2 separate regions of the Hordeum vulgare genome follow, and region 1 is linked to region 2. A link is a contact called in public HiChIP or PLAC-seq data. All regions are on one chromosome and are shown on one strand. Each heading gives the region's core, a stretch centred on a gene start, on an enhancer-like site or on the middle of the called end of the contact. The rest is flanking DNA. Distances are from core to core; before and after follow the strand shown. Region 1 holds the start of LOC123452600 (MD-2-related lipid-recognition protein ROSY1-like). Region 2 holds the start of LOC123397204 (protein IQ-DOMAIN 5-like).

Evidence for each region. HiChIP or PLAC-seq counts read pairs in DNA pulled down with a chosen protein or histone mark.
Region 1: an H3K4me3 HiChIP or PLAC-seq map of embryo shows a contact between it and region 2, with 4 times the contacts expected there. The contact joins the promoter of LOC123452600 here to the promoter of LOC123397204 in region 2. A contact is called at or near these places in 2 of 6 Hi-C or Micro-C datasets (leaf and seedling) and 1 of 1 datasets of contacts at active chromatin or transcription factors (embryo).

What each region holds. Positions count from the first base shown.
Region 1 is chr5H:542,872,094-542,878,889 of MorexV3_pseudomolecules_assembly, reverse strand. LOC123452600 (MD-2-related lipid-recognition protein ROSY1-like) reads right to left here and starts at 1,756. Exons shown (of 4, transcript XM_045129279.1): 1 at 1,580-1,756; 2 at 1,369-1,470; 3 at 259-416; 4 at 1-112. The coding sequence starts at 1,676. The coding sequence ends at 5.
Region 2 is chr5H:542,603,281-542,609,772 of MorexV3_pseudomolecules_assembly, reverse strand. LOC123397204 (protein IQ-DOMAIN 5-like) reads left to right here and starts at 4,807. Exons shown (of 11, transcript XM_045091844.1): 1 at 4,807-5,067; 2 at 5,157-5,295; 3 at 5,951-6,187. The coding sequence starts at 5,203.

The DNA of each region.
Region 1 (6,796 bases), core at 507-3,006, 270 kb before region 2:
TGGTTCAGATAGTGGCGACAGGCGCGATGAACCCGATGTTGAAGCCGAAGGAGATGCAGGTCAGTTCCTCTTTCTTGTCCCCCAGCAGCTTCATCTGGAGACTGTAAGAGCCCTGAAGCACATCACAACAGCACAAAACGTCAGGATGTCTGGATGTGATATTACTTACATCAACCTACTTAGTCCGTCTCAGCACTACAAGAGAATATATTGACAGGTTCAGCACCAAAACTGAATGTACACTGCGAGTATGCTTACTGGTGGGGTGAAAGATGGCAGAGTCTGTTCGCTGGTTAGCACGAATTCGCCGGTTGCGGGACAGGGAGTCCCAGCACAGAAGTCATGAGTTTCTGAATCGACGTGGAAGAAGAAGTACCACACATCTACCACCAGCTTCCCTTTGGTGATGGTTTTATCTGTCAGGTGTAAACAGTAGTAACAATGTATTAGGGGGATTCTGAGGAAGGAATCAGCTAGAAAAAGCATTCTAGTTATAGAAAAATACTCATAAGAAGTGAAATATTGTAGACTGCGTGTGCCCATGCTTGATGCTTGTGTGTGTGTGCAGATACTAGTAGCAGATTCAAAATGTACTACTACTAAGAAGATCCAGCAGACAAACAGAATCCACAGTTCAGCAGAAATCCTAATAATTTCAATATTTAAGCCATAGCGAGCATGGTACTAACTATGAAGTGGAATCTGTAAAGTGTTTTGCAGGAACTACATGTTAGAACTCACATTTCTTTCATCTCTTGGCTATCAAATACAAGCATAGACAAACTCAAATACAAGCATAGACAAACAGAGGGAAGTGATGGAAGTAAGGCCGATAAGCATGCACACATTACTGGAATTTGCGGCCAACAAATATTGGACGCTCCACAATCCAAACATCCAGGTGCAAATAGAATGACAGTACCAGCTGCCTTGTCCAAACTCCAAAGCAGTCTTGCAGAAACACCTAAAGACAGTTTCTAACACTGTCACACGCCACAGTAGGTCCTTCACAAACTCCAGTTCATGGTTGAAAAATTGAAATGTGACGGCGCACATGACTAATTCACATATAACAGTACATGGATAGCGCCTGCGAAACCTTCAGCAGGGCAGTAATTTGATTCCTCTAAAAAGTTGATACCTCAAAAGCAAAGCAAAAGTGCATCGATTTGATAGGAGTTGACTACTGCATACACACGGAGCCACCGATCTAACTTCTGGAGTAGGCTGCTACCAGCAACAAGTCAATAACAAGGAGTACTCTACTAACAAGCTAGATTCAAGTTACTCGACAGCAGTCATGAGCACACGGCGTCGCAATTCAGCAGCCCAATCGCAAGGAGTTCAGGCTATTCGACGAAATCTTACCCGTGGAGGCGGAGATCTTGAAGGTGGCGGGCTTGCCGCGCACGACGGGGTCGGGGGAGATCTCCACGCCGCTCACCTTCACCGGATAGTGGCGGCCCTTATCTGCGGAACCAAACACCAACAGAAGCTCGCATCGCACACACAATCCGCGGAATCTCAAAAGTCAAAACGGGGATGGTTTGGCGGCGGTAGGAGAGTTCGGAGCGCTCACTGCAGTACTCGAAGTCGGCGGCGGCGGCGCAGGAGGCGGAGATCAGGAGCGCCGCGGCGAGGAGGAGCAGGTCGCGGAGGCGGCGGTTGGTCGCCATCGCTGCGGAGGCAAAGCTCTGTGGTGTGGCGTGACTAGACCGGCAGGCAGGCAGGCAGGCAGAGAGGCAGGTGGACGCGAGTCGTGTCGCTGAGGAAGTGGGCCCGGTCAATTCAAGGAGAGAGTTGTTGGCAGCAGTGTGCGTGGGGACTCCTATTCGGCGCCTTCAACGCCGCTCCGGGGAACCGGCGCTTGCAGCGCTCCTTCTCATGAACCGATCAATGTAAAAATGCGTTGATCATTAAAAAATTGAAAAAGTACAGATTTCCAAAAAGTTCCAATGATCATGATTTTTTTTTTCAACTACTTTTGAAATATGTTCATGAATTTTCAAAAAATTCACAGAATTCGAAAAAAAATCACCGATTTAAAAAAAAAATTCATCATTTTTCAAAAACAGCTCACTGATTTTGAAAAAAGTTCATAAATTTTAAATTAGGTTCATCGATTTTCAGAAAAAATTACCATTTTTTAAAACATCAATTTTTTTAAAAAGTTCTCCTATTTCAAAAAAGTTCACGTGCTAAAACAGTTCACAGGCTAAAAAAAGTTCATTAAGGATCTTTATACGGACCGACCCACAGCAGGCACTCGTTAGCAATTTTACCTGTAACCGACGTCTGTGGTGTTAAATATGGTTTGCCGTGTGTGTGTAGGCCTGATTGGGCCTTGACATTGTTCTTGCGTGCAAATTGGTTGGGATTCGGTTTGACCGGGTGGAGGCCTTCAGTTGACTTTTACAAGCCTGTCTTTTTTTTTGACATGCTCAAAACAGAAAAAAAAATGTATGTTTTACCCGACAAAAATCTGTGGTTTAGAAGTTCGATGCACTGAGGTAAAAATAATATCATTTTTTTACCATCTCTTAAAAGATCCATAGCCTTATGGTAGTTTCGAGTTCATACTTTTTAGAAAGATTATCACTTTTTAAATATCTTTTTTACAAGCCTGTCAGTTTTTCGACATGCTCAAAAGAGACAAAAATATGTGTGTTTTACCCGACAAAAATACGTGGTTTCAAAGTTTGCTGCAGTGAGGTAAAAATAGAATCATGTTTTTACCATCTCTTAAAAGATTCATAGTCTTATGGTAGTTTCAAATTCATACTTTTTAGAAAGATTTTCACCTTTTAAAGATTTTTTTACAATCCCGTCTGTTTGTTCACATGCTCAAAACGGACAAAAATTTGTGGATAAAAAGTTCGATGTAACGAGGTAAAAATAAAATCATGTTTATACCATCTCTTAAAAGATCCATGGCTATATGGTAGTTTCAAATTCATACTTTGTAGAAAGATTGCCACTTTTTAAAGATTATTTTACAAGCCTGTCTGTTTTTTGACATGCTCAAAATGGACAAAAATCTGTGGTTTAAAAGTTCGATGCAATGAGGTAAAAATAAAATCATGTTTTTACCATCTCTTAAAAGAGCCATGGCCTTATGGTAGTTTCGAATTCATACTTTTCAGAAAGATTGACACTTTTTAAAGATTTTTTTACAAGCTTGTTGTTTTTCAACATGCTCAAAGAGTCAAAACAGACAAAAATCTGTGTTTCTACACCCTACAAAAATATGTGGTTTAAAAGTTCAATGCAATGAGGTAAAAATAAAATCATATTTTTACCATCTCTTAAAATGTCCATAGCCTTATGGTAGTTTCAAATTAATACTTTTTAGAAAGGTTGTCACTTTTTAAAGATTTTTTCTCAATCAGATTCAACTTGAGTTGTGGAGTTATGATGTATACGAGATTGTGGTTAACACCATTTTGTATATCCCATGATTCTTATGTAGCTATCTGAAGTTTAATTTGAAGCCATGCGTTGGGTGTAGAATAATATTACAATAGTTAGAACATATGTTAACCATACTAGTTTTGTCTTGACTTGTGCTGGGAGATGCAAGTGCATTCCACGTTAGTCACCTTCAAATTGTAATAAGCCCATGATTTGATCTTGATTTGTTTTTCTATATTACATAGTTGTATTTTGGTTCCTTTTATCCATAATATTAGTAGATTGATCCTGAAATATATATTTTATTGTGATTATTTAAACAATATGTATTTTTGAAAAATTATGGTTAAAGTGCTATGTCGAAGACCATAACAATATCCTAAACTACTTTTATTGTCAAATAGAGGGAATAGTTGCTATGTTGAATAAATTCATCAAGATTGTGTTGCTTGTTTTTTGTGATAGATGTCATGTGGATAAAAATAAATACTTAAATGAATATCATTGTGTTATTTAAATTATAATGGAGTTAGAAACAGACCCAGATTAGGTGATCGGGGGGCACACAAACACATGGCGCGGCACCACCTGTCCATGTGACTCCTTGGTGGCCCACCTTCAATATTTTTTGGTTTCCATATTTTTATATTCCAAGTATATTTTCAAAAATACTCATTCAATTCCAAGATTTTTTATTTCGGCACAACAACAAAACTATGGAAATTCTGCTCAAAGCAACTTTAGTACGGATTAGTTTCATTCAAATCATGCAAATTAGACCTCAAAATAAGAGCAAAAGTGTTTGGAAAAGTGTAGGTAAAAAGGCATTACAGCTCATCCGAAGAATACACGACAATAAAATCAAGTTGTTTGTTACTACAAATTGAGATTCCACGTGTATCTTGCGAGGGAATCATGGTTGTATAACGAATTGGTTTTAACACCTTTCATGAATTATGACAAGCCAACTTTGTTCTGTGTTAATTTAGTCACATGTGCATACAAATGATCTCTTTTTTTTGTCAATGCTGCCGTATAGGATTTTTCTTGGCCTGATCAAACCATACCCGTTGCACTCTCAACTAGTTAAATTTGACATTTACAAAATCTTGTCAAACAGAATAACAACGATGTGCTATCTTACGAGATTCGAGTCTTAAGTCGACAACTGCAAGAAGTTCCTCTACGACGATGATGCAAGTGACTCGCCCTCGCAAAGCCGCTTTGGTCCATATTCAAATGACATTAGTCATGCTGCAACTATTGTTGGTCCATATTCAAATGACATTAGTCATGCTGCAACTATTGATAGTACGGCAATCGATCCCATAACCTGGTCTCCCAACTAACACCGTGAGACCGGTAAAATAGGAAATCTATCAAGGGCAAACATTTACCTTGCGCATAGTCCACTTGGGCTAGATGATGACGATCTTGTCCTCCTCAAGATGGACCACCTTTTTTTATTGCGCCGACTCGATGAAGACTAGTAAATTTTTCCCGATACTCCACTATGGATGAGCCTCTCCTCGACACATCTTGACATGTCCATTATCACCTAATGGATGACAAGCTACAAGCAAGTGGTATCTTTGTGATGCTTCACTTTAACTTGCACACCCCAACCTTGATGACTATCACCACTTGATGTCATCCACCATGGCTTGTACGTGATCTTTCTTTTGATGCATGCCCATTGAAACATACCTAATCCCACAAGTAACACTCACAAAGATCATGGTTAGTATACAAAGTGTAATGGACAATACTTACCATACCATGAGATCACTTGATACCACTTGGTACATCTTCTACGCTGTGTGTGTTGATCAACTTGAATCGCTCTTTGCCATAGTCTTTATCAACCTTGCATGTTATCTTCTCTCTTTACATAGGTGATGTCTTGAAGGTAAGCATGAATGTTCACACAATCTTCTTCTTTAAGACATGCTTGCAATAAGCTAAACTCTCACATGATCAATCTTTGGATAAATCCTTGAATACCACCTTGATCATCATATAAACTTCTTGAAAACAACAAATGAAATTCAAGAAATGCATATGGACAAATCCTTCGCATATAACTCAAGGAAAACATTAGTCCATAGAGATTTTTTATCAGTTAACAAAACCAAACATGAGGGCACAATGTTCTAACAACATCTCCTATCGAGATTGAGGCCAACCCCTCATCCTCGGTTGAAACCTTGCCTTGCATCGAAGTTCTTTCAATATGTGGTGTCTACCACTACAAGAACCTCAAAATAAGATGGCTCAAACATCCTATTTAAAACATCCATCCCACCTAATGAGAAATATATCATTGATGTCACCAAAAGTTGTGATGAATGATGAAAGATTGACACACGGTCTTGGTTTAGACCCGGTTGTGTGTGATTTTTCAAGTACAAAAAACTCACAGCAAAATACAAATTTTCAAATAAGAGATATTTATAAAATGAACATGATATACACATAAAAATATGATATTGACAAACATCAATTCATTGGATGTGAAACCAAAATAATATATTTGTCGGGAAAACTATTCTCAAGAATTGCAACACGTTGATCAGGGCCGGGCCCATAGTTGTATAGATTGTGCGGCCCGCACAGGGCCCATAAAATTTAGGGCCCCAATATTTTTTATAGGCCTAGTTAAGCCAACAGCCGAAAGGCCCGGATAGCGAAGCACGCCTAGCTCTATTACTTGTTCGTTTATCGCTCGATGAGATAATACCGATCGTCCTCACGATCTACAGGCGTGAGCGCAAGAGTAGGGCCCCGATCTACAATACTAACCCTAACTGCACAGCAACCAGCCCGTAGCTACACTCTGACTATGCAGCAGAGGACCGACGACACGACGCGCAACACTAGGAGGCACGGCAACAACTACAGCAGGTGAGTAGGACAGGCACACGGCTGTGTTCGGGCGACGAAATCAACTTAACCAAATCAATCTTTAAATTAACTAATCTGGAGTGACTACATCCTTCAGGACAGATGCTAAATTGCTCGTTGCTACTTGCTTTCTTCTTTTTTCAATCATAGAAATACTAATCAAGGTGCGTCGTCTTTGTCAAATCAATCTGGGCATGATTGCGTCTCGCCTCCAGGCTACTCGACACTCCTTTAGTCCATCTTGCCTCGTCCCGGAACAATTCAGCCAGGCAAGTTTCAGGTCCATGAATTCTGCATCTCAGTTTTAAAAAATAGTTTGTTGTTAACTGTTTAATGTGTATTCCTTTAAAAATCAGTCATTTGGGTACTTTTCTATTAATTGGACTAGACGACTTGTGTTTCAAAATCTAAGTTGTGTCCTCTAAAATCTACCTAAAGTAGAAACATAACAAAAGAGTAAAAAAATTAGAGGATTTAATTC
Region 2 (6,492 bases), core at 3,558-6,057:
ACGTTCCACTACATCAACCACGTTTATTAACGCTTCCTGCTGTGCAATCTACAAGGGTACGTAGATCGGAAATCCCCCTCGTAGATGGACATCACCATGATAGGTCTTCGTGCGCGTAGGAAATTTTTTGTTTCCCTTACGACGTTCCCCAATAGGGGGGCGTTAGTTTAATTAGTTGTTTTAATTTAATAAAACACTCTTATCCACACTGTCAATGACACGTGGGACCGAGTAGTTTGTTTGACCAGTCAAACTAGGCGGTAGACTGCTGATGTCATGGTGACACATTAAATATTTTCAAATTAAAATAAATCTTTAAACTTCATAAAATATTTAAACTTTGAAAATTCTTATAAATCAATCTATAAGACATATGAAAATAATTTATATATGAAAGTTGCTCAGAAAAATTCAACGAATCCGAATATGCAATCCATTCATCTATCACATGCCTCTAGCATGATGAACATGGAACATTACCCTCCGATTCATTACTCCGATAATTGCCTCACACCCGGGAAATATCCGCAGATATTTTCCTGCTTTGTCTATAATGCGTAGTACTGCGTTAGGTCACCCCTAGCATTGCATATTGTTGTCTTATCCATCTTGCTACAACTTTTTTTATATTTATTGTTTCTTCCCCTCTACTCTAGATAGACCCCGAGACTGACGCTACCTTCCTGTACGACTACGCCTCTGACACCCAGCCACTTGCTGCGGAGCTTTCAGGCAAGCACCCCCTCCCCTTGATCATTATGATATCGTCCAATTATTTATCCATCATGCCGTCATTAGAATTTGTTGTTGTATTTGATTGCTCCTATTCTGATGCATAGCCTCATTTTGTATCCTACTGTTGATACCTACCTTCTTATCCTAAATTCTTAGTATAGGTTGGATGGTGAACCATCAGTGACCCCCACCCATTGTCCTTGTTGCCCTCGCTTCATCATTGATGACTCGATCAACCTCGTCGACGTCATGATCCCGACACATCACATCAAACCCCCTTAGATGCACTTCTCCACAGAGTTACTATCGAGTGTCGAGGGTGATACCACGTAAAGCATTCCTGATGTTAACTCTGTAGTGTAGCTAGTCGGATGTGGATTACGGAGGGTGATTCCTCCTTCACCACTCCCGATAACGAATCTGTCGTGCAACTCCTCAAGTGTGAACCTTCGAGGGTGATTCCTCCCTGATCACCTTGATGGTTACATCAATTGGAATCCATCGAGGGTGATTCCTCAGATTCCACCTTGATGTTATGGACACATAGTTACTTGGACTTTTCCCCAGATTCACCGGAAAGACGGGTCGGCCCAGAGGGGTACCCGCGAGTGATGTGGAGTTGGGTTGACCGAGAAGGTACCCGTGAGATAACTACGAGGCGCAGTCGGGCAGGCAGAACGTATAGGAGAGGGATGGGTCTGACCCTTGCCGCAAGTCCTCGAGACGGGGCGGGAGGAGCACTGATCGTCTCTGCGAGCTACCAAGACACTAATGGTTTTGTATATGTGATCTGAGTAGGCCTTTGGCCTTTATCACTCTAACCACCATGCGGGAATAAGTATGGGCACTCTTCATCGTACATTCTCCCGAAAGCGCTTCAGATGCTTTAGTGAGCAACATACCCGCGAGTGGTCTGTGTGGGCACCTACTTTGTATTAAGAGGTTGTTAGTACTGATCCTGGCCGTGATCAGTACTACTCTGATCAGTGGTTACAGGTATCAGTGGTCACATGATCAGTGCTAACACTGATTAGATGAAGCCACCGCTCAAATGTCCTACTTCCACCTACTATTTTTGGCATTCAAGCATGTCCTACTTGCATTCCACATGCACTCACGTACCCTGGCAACAAGATCAACATAACAACAACAACAACAACAACAACAACAAGAGTAGCATCAACAACAATAGCAAGAAGAGTAGCATGAACAAACATCAGTAATAACTAACAACAGTAACATATATACTAGTAGTAGCACCAAGAACAAACAATGTTGCACTACAAACTAACAATATGGCAGTAAGAACAAATGAAAGCCACCACTACATTATGAACAATCTAGGCATGTGGGATGAACAAAGTAAGCATGCAATCTTGTTCATACCCAAAACAGTGGATTCTCATCAAACCCGGTCGAATCTAGTAGAATCCAATCGAATCAGATCGAATCGGGTCAAATGTACGGGTCACAATCTAATCCAACACACTATGAACTACCCTAAGAACCCTAACTAAAAAGCACAGGGGGATTTGAGAGCTTACTGTGGGGGTTGCTGGTGTAGCGTACGCCGACCGTGGTGAAAACTTCGGCGGGAAGAGGGGTGCTGACGCCACTGATGAAGAGGACCCGACCATTCCGAGGGTTGCGGCCGTGGACCTCGTCCAGCGCCGGCTCGAAGATGACACCGGCGTCCTGGAGCTCCCCTCCCCTTGCGCCAGACGCAGAGGAGAAAACCCTCATACGGGGGTAAAATACCCTCATAAGAGGGGCCTGCAAAGGATGATGCCGGCGGGTATTGGATCCCTCCGATGTTCGAACCGATGGAGAGGACCACCGGCTCCGGTGGAGGAGACGGAGCAACCGGCGCCGACGCTGCATTGGCCCGGGGCGGCGACATGGTGTAGAAATAGGAGGGAGCTTGCAATGCCGGCGCCAGACCTACAACGGCCATAGAGAGGCCGGCAACCCACCTCTCTTGGATGGGATTGTTGTCGGTGATGACCGGGGTGGGTGGGGCGTGGCTAGACTGTGGCGTGGCCATCGGAGAAACCGAACGGGCGGTGAGGTGAGAGAGAGGGATTGGTGTGAACTTGCGAGGGAGGTGATGGGAGAGGGCGTGGGGAGTTATGAGGAGTCGCTTTGTCTCCCTCGCGTTCCAAGGCTTGCAGGCGCTCGCCGTGCGTGCTCAAGCGAGCTTGGCTCGCAAAAAAGGCTGATTCGGCCGTTCCTCCATAGCGAGGCCCACGCCTGCTTTGAGGTTCGTGCAGGCCATGAATTGGATGCGACCCACACAACTAAACGGGTCATATTCTTTCCGTGCGGGCCTAGCCCGACCTAATGCGAAGAACCAAACACGTCCGTAATGCATGTTATTAAACCAGGTACACATCTCTGTTTTATGCCTGGATTTGATCAGATTATTCCAGTTGAGTCACAGAAGCAAAGAGGCAAAAAAGATATAGGCTACCAAACGTGTATGCATAGGACGTGCTGCTTTTGAGCCCGAACTCAAATGAGCTCGAATGAACAGTACCTTCCAAAAACAATGGATTTTTTCTTAAAGATTCCTATATTTTATGCAACATTGATTAATGTTCTCAGTGCTCAAAAAATTTCATCACAAAATAACATTTATGAAAGTCGTAGCAAAAAAGCAAAAATGATGCTTTAAAAGTGTTATTTTTGGCAACGTTTTGGATCAGTGTTTTTTTCACGATTCTATTAATGTCATTTTTCGGTAATGCAAACACTGAGAACTTTTGTCAATGTTTTCACCTAAAAAAATTCACAATTTTTTGAAATATCTTTTGTTTATTTTATTTTGGATTTTACCTTTCAGAATTTCTTCGAATCAAAGAGCCCTAAACAGGAAGCAAAGGTAGCAGCAGGCGACAGTTAAAATTTGACCTTGGTCGGTTGGCATGACGCAGGACATAACGTGTCCCATTGATGTACCGCCCAATGATAAAGGCTTTTCCCTCACAGTTAATCAGCTTTACACTGGGAATGGATGCTTTGTTTAATACTTCCTCTGCATCTAATATTTGTTGTTGGGAGAACTAATCTAGGTTTTTCAACCAACAAAAATTTAAAAACAGAAGAAATAATGCCAGGTATTCCTTCTTTATTTATTTTTAAATTTTTTTACTGTCTAAGTAACGCCAGAAAATGAATATACGCAGCAGAATCCAGCGTGCCACTAGCATCGAGCGACTGACCAAGCAAGTGTGAGTAGCGGTTCTTAAAGTTACATGTCTCATAAAAACTCAGTTCTGACAAAGCAATTGCCACCCCCACACACACTGCTGTACTCCTCCAGTACCAAAGTCCTCCGACGTTTATCACTTTGAGGATCTCCGTGCTAGCTTTCTCGTAGTGACGCATCCAAGATTTCTGCCGAGTTGAAATACAGACGGTAAACAGAGAAAACCTGTATTTTCTTCAGTGCGCCTAACGCCGTCTCTTGGGCATATATCCTTAACCAAATGTAATCACCAAATGTTGTTGAGGACCGAACAGATGGCAATGTCAATCTAGATTAAGCTACACTAGATGCGTATCTCAACGAATTTATGTATACATTAAAAGGGAATCACACCGGCCCTGAAATCTTAGTGCCACAAAGCACGTGATCAATCAGTCCACAGTCTCGAACAAAGCCACTGACCAAAATCCAACAAAATCCGCAGCACAGGGTGAAAAAAACAACACAGCTTTCACTCTGGGGAGCGCACGGCATTGCTAAACTATGATAACTCTAAACCCAGCAGCAGCAGCAGCAGCAGCATCACCTTGTCCTAAGGCTAATCAAAGAATCTTTTGCCTGCAAGAGAAGCAGGCAAAAAAAGAAACGACACCCTGCGGTAAGAAAATAAATCATCTCGGAAGGGAGCAACAAGAAAGGGCTTTTGATTCCGACAAGCGGGTGCAGAAAGCAAAACCTGAGGAAAGCGCCGCGCTTTTCTTCCTTTCTCTCTTTGTTTGCTTGTTTATTGCAAAGAGTGGTAGTAGACTAGTAGTACAGTGTGATTTTCCTGGCTATATAATTCTGGGCCTCCTCCTCCCTGCGGCTGCCACACAGGCAGCGACTGACCGAGCGAGCGAGCCAGCAATAATTCGCACCGGCACACAGGAGCGGCAGTAATGGCCGCGTGGTGAGTGCCAGTAGCAGGCAGGCAGGGGAGCAGCGCCACTGCACTGGGCACTGGTGACGCTTCCAGCCCACGCCCTCCCTTGCCCCCCTCCCTCGCCACCTTCGCCTCCCAATCTCGCGGTGCGGCGGCGGTGCCCGGCCCCGGTTCCACCGGCGTCACAGGTGCCCGTGATCTGGTAACTCACTTTCCATGGTGATTTTTGACTTTTCTAGTCCTCTTCTCTGAGATTGCCCTCGTGCTGACGACACTTATCTGCGACTCGAGGTGGTTGCAGTGGCGGCGAGGTGAGGTGAGGTGACGCGGCGGCGGGATGAGGTGGCTCAAGTCGTTGGTTGGGCTGAGGAAGGCGGAGAGGCAGCAGCAGCAGCAGCGCCGCAAGGAGGATGGCGACGCCGGCCCAACAGTACGGGGCACTACCTCTACCTACCTGCGATTCCGCCTCTCCTTTGCTTCTCACCTCTGGGTTCATTAATTCCATTTGGTCAACTTATTACCTTATTCTGCTTGGATGTCGAAGGATCATAGCAATATTTTGCCCAGTGCTTTTTTTTTTATCATACCGTGAGAATTCATTCTTATTCTACACTAAATCTACTAATATAGGTAGCAGTTGGTACTTCTTGTATGCATTGCTTTTGCAAGTTGTAGTTGTTTGCTTGTTGCAGATCTGGGTTATATTATCCGAGCCATCCTTTGGCTCTGCACCACTGACAAGGTTAAATTTTGAGGACTGAAATTAGTCACACACAAAAAAAACTCAACTGATCTGTTGCTATGTAAGCACAATAACTATAAATTTGGAACATCAATGGATATTAGTAGTACTCCCTCTGTTCGCTTTTATAAGGCGTTGCAGATACTTCAGACAGCGTGCAAAACAGCTCTATTTCAGTTGTCTGAAACGACTTGTAAAGGTGAACGGAGGGAATAGTATCTTTACACCATCTCTGAAGATAAACATATGAGGAGGCCATGTTTCTGCTGCCACATGTTCCTTTGCTGATGTGGTATGAGAATTCCCTTGTTTGCTTACACATTCTGAACTGGGGAAATTGCAGAAGAGGGATGTCGTCGATCAGTTCCACTGCCAGGGCCAGCATTCCCAGGATCACGGTGGCCTTGTCGGACCAGAAGAGTTCCCTGATGGAAATGTTCTGTCAGAAGACGATTGCAGCACACCTTCATGCTCAGGGCCTGGTTTCAATACGCTTAGCGTGGCACTGCCTCAAACAGAAGAGGAACTCAAAGAGATCTGGGCTGCCACTATTATTCAGACTGCGTACAGAGCCCTCCTGGTATTCACCTTTTTCTCTGTAGATTTTGCCATTGTCCAGTGTGTGCTTTTTATACATTTTGAACATTCTAAAAGCTCCATGTTCCAAGCAAACCTGCACTTTCATCTCAATGTGTAGGGTTATATTAGGGGGGTTGCTATGTGTAAAACGTCTATTTAAAACAGGACCTTGTGCAGTCACTATGGTATAAGATAGAGAGTGGTTAGCTTTATGTAATGGCTATGCAGTTTCAGTAGAAGTAAGAAAAAACTACAACTGAATAATCCTGATACATGGTCCTCAAGTTTGTATATTTGATATTTGGT